Regions from separate parts of the Mus musculus genome. Here region 1 is linked to region 2. A link is a contact called in public HiChIP or PLAC-seq data. All regions are on one chromosome and are shown on one strand. Each heading gives the region's core, a stretch centred on a gene start, on an enhancer-like site or on the middle of the called end of the contact. The rest is flanking DNA. Distances are from core to core; before and after follow the strand shown. Region 1 overlaps Tead1 (TEA domain family member 1). Region 2 overlaps Mical2 (microtubule associated monooxygenase, calponin and LIM domain containing 2).

What was found. HiChIP or PLAC-seq counts read pairs in DNA pulled down with a chosen protein or histone mark.
Region 1: a contact with region 2 is called in an H3K4me3 HiChIP or PLAC-seq map of embryonic basal ganglia, with 4 times the contacts expected there. The contact joins two enhancer-like sites. A contact is called at or near these places in 7 of 39 promoter capture datasets (the C10 cell line, cranial neural crest, embryonic stem cells and 4 more), 1 of 115 datasets of contacts at active chromatin or transcription factors (embryonic basal ganglia) and 1 of 9 other capture datasets (macrophages).

What each region holds. Positions count from the first base shown.
Region 1 is chr7:112,882,649-112,885,348 of GRCm38.p6, reverse strand. The region is part of intron 10 of Tead1 (TEA domain family member 1); the gene reads right to left. Among named protein-coding and RNA genes, the nearest start is that of Rassf10, 70 kb to the left of the region's middle. Within about 2 kb of position 1,403, at least 112 of the 459 cell types and tissues checked have an H3K27ac peak or open chromatin away from gene starts, as enhancers often do. A contact at or near this core is called in embryonic basal ganglia, where this site is marked.
Region 2 is chr7:112,353,593-112,356,292 of GRCm38.p6, reverse strand. Mical2 (microtubule associated monooxygenase, calponin and LIM domain containing 2) reads right to left here. Exons shown (of 26, transcript NM_001193305.1): 26 at 2,318-2,394. The coding sequence ends at 2,354. Among named protein-coding and RNA genes, the nearest start is that of Micalcl, 20 kb to the left of the region's middle. Within about 2 kb of position 1,407, at least 54 of the 459 cell types and tissues checked have an H3K27ac peak or open chromatin away from gene starts, as enhancers often do. A contact at or near this core is called in embryonic basal ganglia, where this site is marked.

The DNA of each region.
Region 1 (2,700 bases), core at 154-2,653, 530 kb before region 2:
ACCACTCTCCACAAGTCATGAGCAGAGACACATTATGGAATTTCCTCCAGAAACCAACAAAAAAGAAGTTACTAACACGCTGAGTGGATTAAAGGCTCCAAGATCTGTTTGTAGGCAAGTTCTGGAAAGCAGGGTAGGGGCAGAGGCAGGTGTCAAAGGCAGGTCAAACAAACAAAAATATACCAACAAAAATATACCGCTGGGGCTGGGGATGTAACCCAGTCGGGAGAGTGCTCGACTACTATGCATGAGGATTTAGGTTTAGTCTTTTGCCTTCATAAACCAGGAATGTTGGCACATGCCTATAATCTACACATGGGATGCAAAAGCAAGAGGATCAGGAGTTCAAAGCCAGCCTTTGCTACATGAGACACTTAAGGCATGGCTTCTCCTCATTGTCCTCTTATTCAATATACCTATTTATTCAAAGCTATGGTTCACTGTTCAATTTCATGGATTAGGGGTTGGGGGGGAGACCTGTGCTTTGGGGCAAACATGAAAAATGCAATTATCAGTCCAGTGTGGTAGTCCATGCCTTTAATCCCAGCTCCTGGGAGGCAGAGGCAAGTGGATCTCTGTGAGTTCAAGGCCAGCCTGGTTTACAAAGAGAGTTCCAGGACAGTCAGACTGTTACACTGAGAAACCCTGTCTTGGGTAGGGAGAAAAAAAAAATCTTTAAAATGAAGCCTGGTCTAGGTGTGTGGGATCCAGACCCTGAAGAGGGGACAGGGCAAAGGGCCAAGGACAGAGAAACTGTCCCTGCAAACCCTGTGGCCTCTGGAGAACTGGCTACAAGGGAGCTGACAGCCCACATAGAAAGGACACTTGGCGGTGTCACAGGCTAACAAGGCAAAGCTTGCTGGGTGAGTAAGGAGAGAACCCCTAAGGTAAAGACATAAAGGGGCAGGGGCAGCCTGTGGACATACCCTTCCAACTTATCTCCCTTCATTTTTGAGTGTGCAGAGGGCTGGGCAGGAATTATGAGGTTATAGAAATGAAAACCATCCAGGACTGTCCTTGACAAGAGCCAGTGTAATGGGAACTGATGGATGGGCCGTTTTCAAACCACCACTTTGAATCTCCCCTCTGCATCCTCTCTGAGCCATGATCAAAGGACCAAGATTTCAAATTGTGAAGCAATTTTTTCCCAATGGCAGCATCTGGCTGCTTGGCAGGCGGCACCAGGAGCTGGGCCTTGCTGTGGGCGGCTGTCCAGGCCTGCCACATGGTGAGGCTAGGCCAGGCAGGGCACGCCTTGCGGGCTTTGCAGCTGCTCCCACAGGCGCCAAAGGACAATTGCTCTGCACAGGGCAAAGGGGCCCTGAGAGACTGAGCTTAACTAGGGAGCGAGGGGGTAGGTTTGGAGAGAGCTGGCAGCCCCAGAGCCCTCCCACACTGCTTCATTTGCATGCCCACCCCACAGGATTCAGGGGTCTGGGCAGGGGAGGCCTGCGTTGTGCTGGACACCGCTCCAGTTAGACAGCCTGCCTATGGGGACAGGGAAGGAAGGGGCTGCCAGCAGGGAAGTGGGCCCCTGAGTGCAGCCATTCACTGGAGTCTGTGTGCCCTGACACAACACCACTGAAGCAGAGGCCACAGCTGTTTTAAATAAGAATAACAGGAATAAACTCAGCCAGCCTAGCTCTTCAACTTACTTCCCACTAATTATGGCATATATTTACATCCACAAAATAGACGATTTTTAAAAACACCACCGGGACCCTTTATTGTGCAGACTGCACACCCCCATTTGAATTTCATAAACATTCAGTACTTCAAAGAATCTTAAAAGCTTGCTCTAATTACAATAAGCCTCGTCTGAAAAGGCTGTCTGTTTGCATTGCAAATTTCCCACCAATGCAAGTATTCATTTACAAAAATGCAATTAATATTACCCACACAACTCCAGGTAAGGACCCACTGTAGGCTTCAGGCTGGAACTGTCATAGACTCAAGGTCTTAGCCCTACCAACTAAGTCTCTGTTCAGACTGCTTGCTTTCCAACTGAGCCAGGTAATGAAGTCCTGGGCGTCCAGCGGAGGTGGCCTGACCTTACCTAGTTCATCAGTGTACAAAGAATGCTGCCACTTTCCCAGGTTGTTGCTTATTTAAGAGGGACATTCCATCCATGAAATGTCCCTCTTAAATAAGCAACAACCACCAGGCAACCAATCACACACAGTGAAATAACAGCTGTACGTGAATAAGCTATAGGTTACCCAGTGAAACCTGCATGGCAGATACACATCACCAGTACTTTGGTACACAAGCGTTCCAGTGATCTCATAGACACTAGCTCTGGGATTTAAATTTAAATGGGAAGGCCTCAGTGTTAGTTACTCCCCCAATAATTCTACTAATGCTAATGAGTCATCTTTACTAAAAAGAACAAAAACTAAGACATATCCTCAAATGCTGACTGCTGTAAGAAAATGTCCTAATTGTATACAAATACTGTATCCATCCATGTACAACCCTCAGACTGGGTTGACAGGTAACTGGGCCTAGAGTCTGTCTCACATTTTATATCGTATTCTTTTATCTTCTTGAATTACTTGTAACTAACTTGTATTACTTTCAAAAGATTATAATTTTTATTCTTTTCCTGACTGTGTGCATGCACGACTGCGTACATGAGTGCAGGTGTACAGGGAAGCCAGGGGTGTTTGATCTGTGGGAGCTGGAGCTACGGGTGGTGCT
Region 2 (2,700 bases), core at 158-2,657:
AAAAATATTCTACCTAATACCAATTATGTAGTCAAGCCAAATCAAACCAAGACACTCTCTAAACAGCTCTGAGAAAGCCAATCCAAACAGCTAGTTAAGCTTATTTAATTAGAGGACTTTACCAAAAACTTAACATGAGGTTTCAAATCTCAGACTTTCATGATTAGCTGTATTTCCTGGAACACAGTAGGTGATCAGCAAAATGAGGCAAATGGGTAAATGAGCAAGAGCATAGATTAGGTGAATCAGAATTAAAACACACCGAGGCACATACTTAATAAATGTCAGCCAGGGGCAAGGGTCTTTTGGCACGCTGTGCTATGTCTCTTGGGCCTAGAATTGTGCCATGGGCAATAACTGATGCACAGGTAAAGGAACCAAAGGCAAACTCGGGCATCAGCAGCTGAGCTGGAGCCTGGAATCCCAGACATGCTCTCTGGGAGATGCCAGGACCCTCATAGTTAACAGGGGGGTTCTTCTGCTAGTGTTGGAAGCCCAACCACATCTGGTCTGGAAATGGCAGAGCCTGGAGAGATCTGGCACTGTCCAGGGGAGTCAGTGGACATGCCAAGTCCTTCCCCTAAACTGAGAGATGTTGGGCAGAGCCTTCTGGGCACTAGCCTCAGAGTGGCCAGGTGGATGGAGCCTCACACCACAGGGCTGCCATGAGTACGCGTGCGGGTTCTCTGTCTTCCAGAGACTGGTGCCCACTCCTTCCTCCTTATTTCCCCCATCACTTGGGTGGACCAGTGAGAACCCAAACAGGCGGGGCTCTTGGTAAAGCTCTCTTAGAGAGCCATGGCAACACAGCCTGTTCCTGAGGTCACACTGGCTCTCTCATCCTCTGCCCAGAGTCTAGAACAGTAAAGTACCACACATTCCAGGAAGAGACCCCAAAGCCTGGCACCAGAGTATTGGTGACATTTTTCCAAATATTACCCTTGGGTAATATTTCAGATCGCCCTGGCACAGCCCCAGAGAGTCCCGGGTCACCACAAGTGCAAGCCCCGCCAGCAGTTTAGGGGAGGACGGTTCCCCTAAACCGGTGCCCGTGTTTGAGATTTTAGAAGCTTCCATGGCAAAGAAGAGAGGAAACGGTGAGCTTTATAAAGAACCATATTTATTTTCATTTACAGCATCAAATATCATAAATAAACCTAAACATCGTTTGCTGTGTGTGTAAAATACAGGGTTCCATATGGCACTGTAAATGAATTCTCTAGGGTCAGAGACATGCCTTGCTGAGAGATGGGGAGGAGACTGTCTAAAGGGGCTGAGGGGGGGCGCGGGAGTGGGATGGGGGGAGGGAGAGGCTCTCTTTGGTTGACATTTTAGAGAGGGGAATGCTGGAAGAGAAGAAAAGAGGAGAGGAGAGGACTTTGTACTGGCTGGGCTCTGTGCCAACACAGCAGGCAAGTGCGGCATGCAGGACTGGGCGGAAGCTGGAGAGCAGGGTGGCCCTAGCTGCACGTGAGGGGGATTCTGGCTGCAGTCTGAAAATGTGGGGCTGGACTCTCATCTGCTCTCTGCCCTCCGTTGTGACTGCTTCTTGCACATGACTGGTGCACTGCTCCAGGTAAATGAGCAGAGACAATATGCCCTTTCCACAGATTGACAGGAGCATCAACAGTGGCTGACCTTCTCCTGTGACCACAACTGCTCCGATTAAAGCTTGTGGAACAGTAAGGGACTTAAGAGCCCAGAGGCACGTGAAAGGCATAGTAAGGCCCTAGGACTAACTATGCTGAACCAGGGCAAGGGCTCGCTATTGTCATTATATTCACAGCACAGAGAGCATGGGTCAAGCTGGCCTTGGAGTCTGGGGAAAAAAAGTATACTTTTAAAACTTCACCAAACTGAGTCACTTATGGTCTCAATTAAAGGCATTAGTAATCTTTGTATTAGAATGGGTTGAAGAAGATATGCCTAGACATGTCTTTTTTTCAGAGGTTACTACGTAGAAATGTTTTGAAAGGTGACAAGAGCCCTCGGTATTGTCTCACAATCATGGTGAACCCTCCCAGGAAGACAAAAGGTTTTGAAAGCGCAACATGCAAAGAAGCCAGCCCATGGTGCAGAGGAGAAGTGGCATGGGGCATGCACTTGTTGTGGACCCAGGCTGCTGGCTGGGCTCCAAAGAAGGGGAGGCAGAACGTGGCTTTCAAGCTGACCCCCGCCCCATGCTCTTTACCATTCATGCCTCTAGCGAGTCCATATTAGTAGGCAAGACACTCACAGTTAGCACAACCAGGACCACCGACGCACGCAGAGGATGGGGCGCAGAAAGCGGGTTAGGGGTTAGTACCTCTCTCTGAAAATTGCCAAGAAAATCAGTCACCTTAGAACAGAAGTGTCAGCCAAGAAGTGGGTGTAGGACTGGAAGGCTGAAACGTACTGGCGGCCGCAAAGTGAGATTGGAGAGAGAAAGACAGAAAGGAGGACTTAGCAAGGGCCTAAAACAAATACCAATCACAATGGAAAATGACACTGGAGGTGAGGAACAGAGCCACCACTGTCCCTCACAAAGGGACTGCCTGCTTAGGAGGGACAGACCTTCCTGGTGGTGGCCAGCTATTCATTTCCAAGAGTGGATGCCCAGGGTCTGCATAGTAACAGAACTCCACTCTTGTCTGTAAATGTTCCCAGGACCTTCTGCCCTCCACAGCCCCCTCTGTCTCCAGTTTACTCTGGGGTCTCATA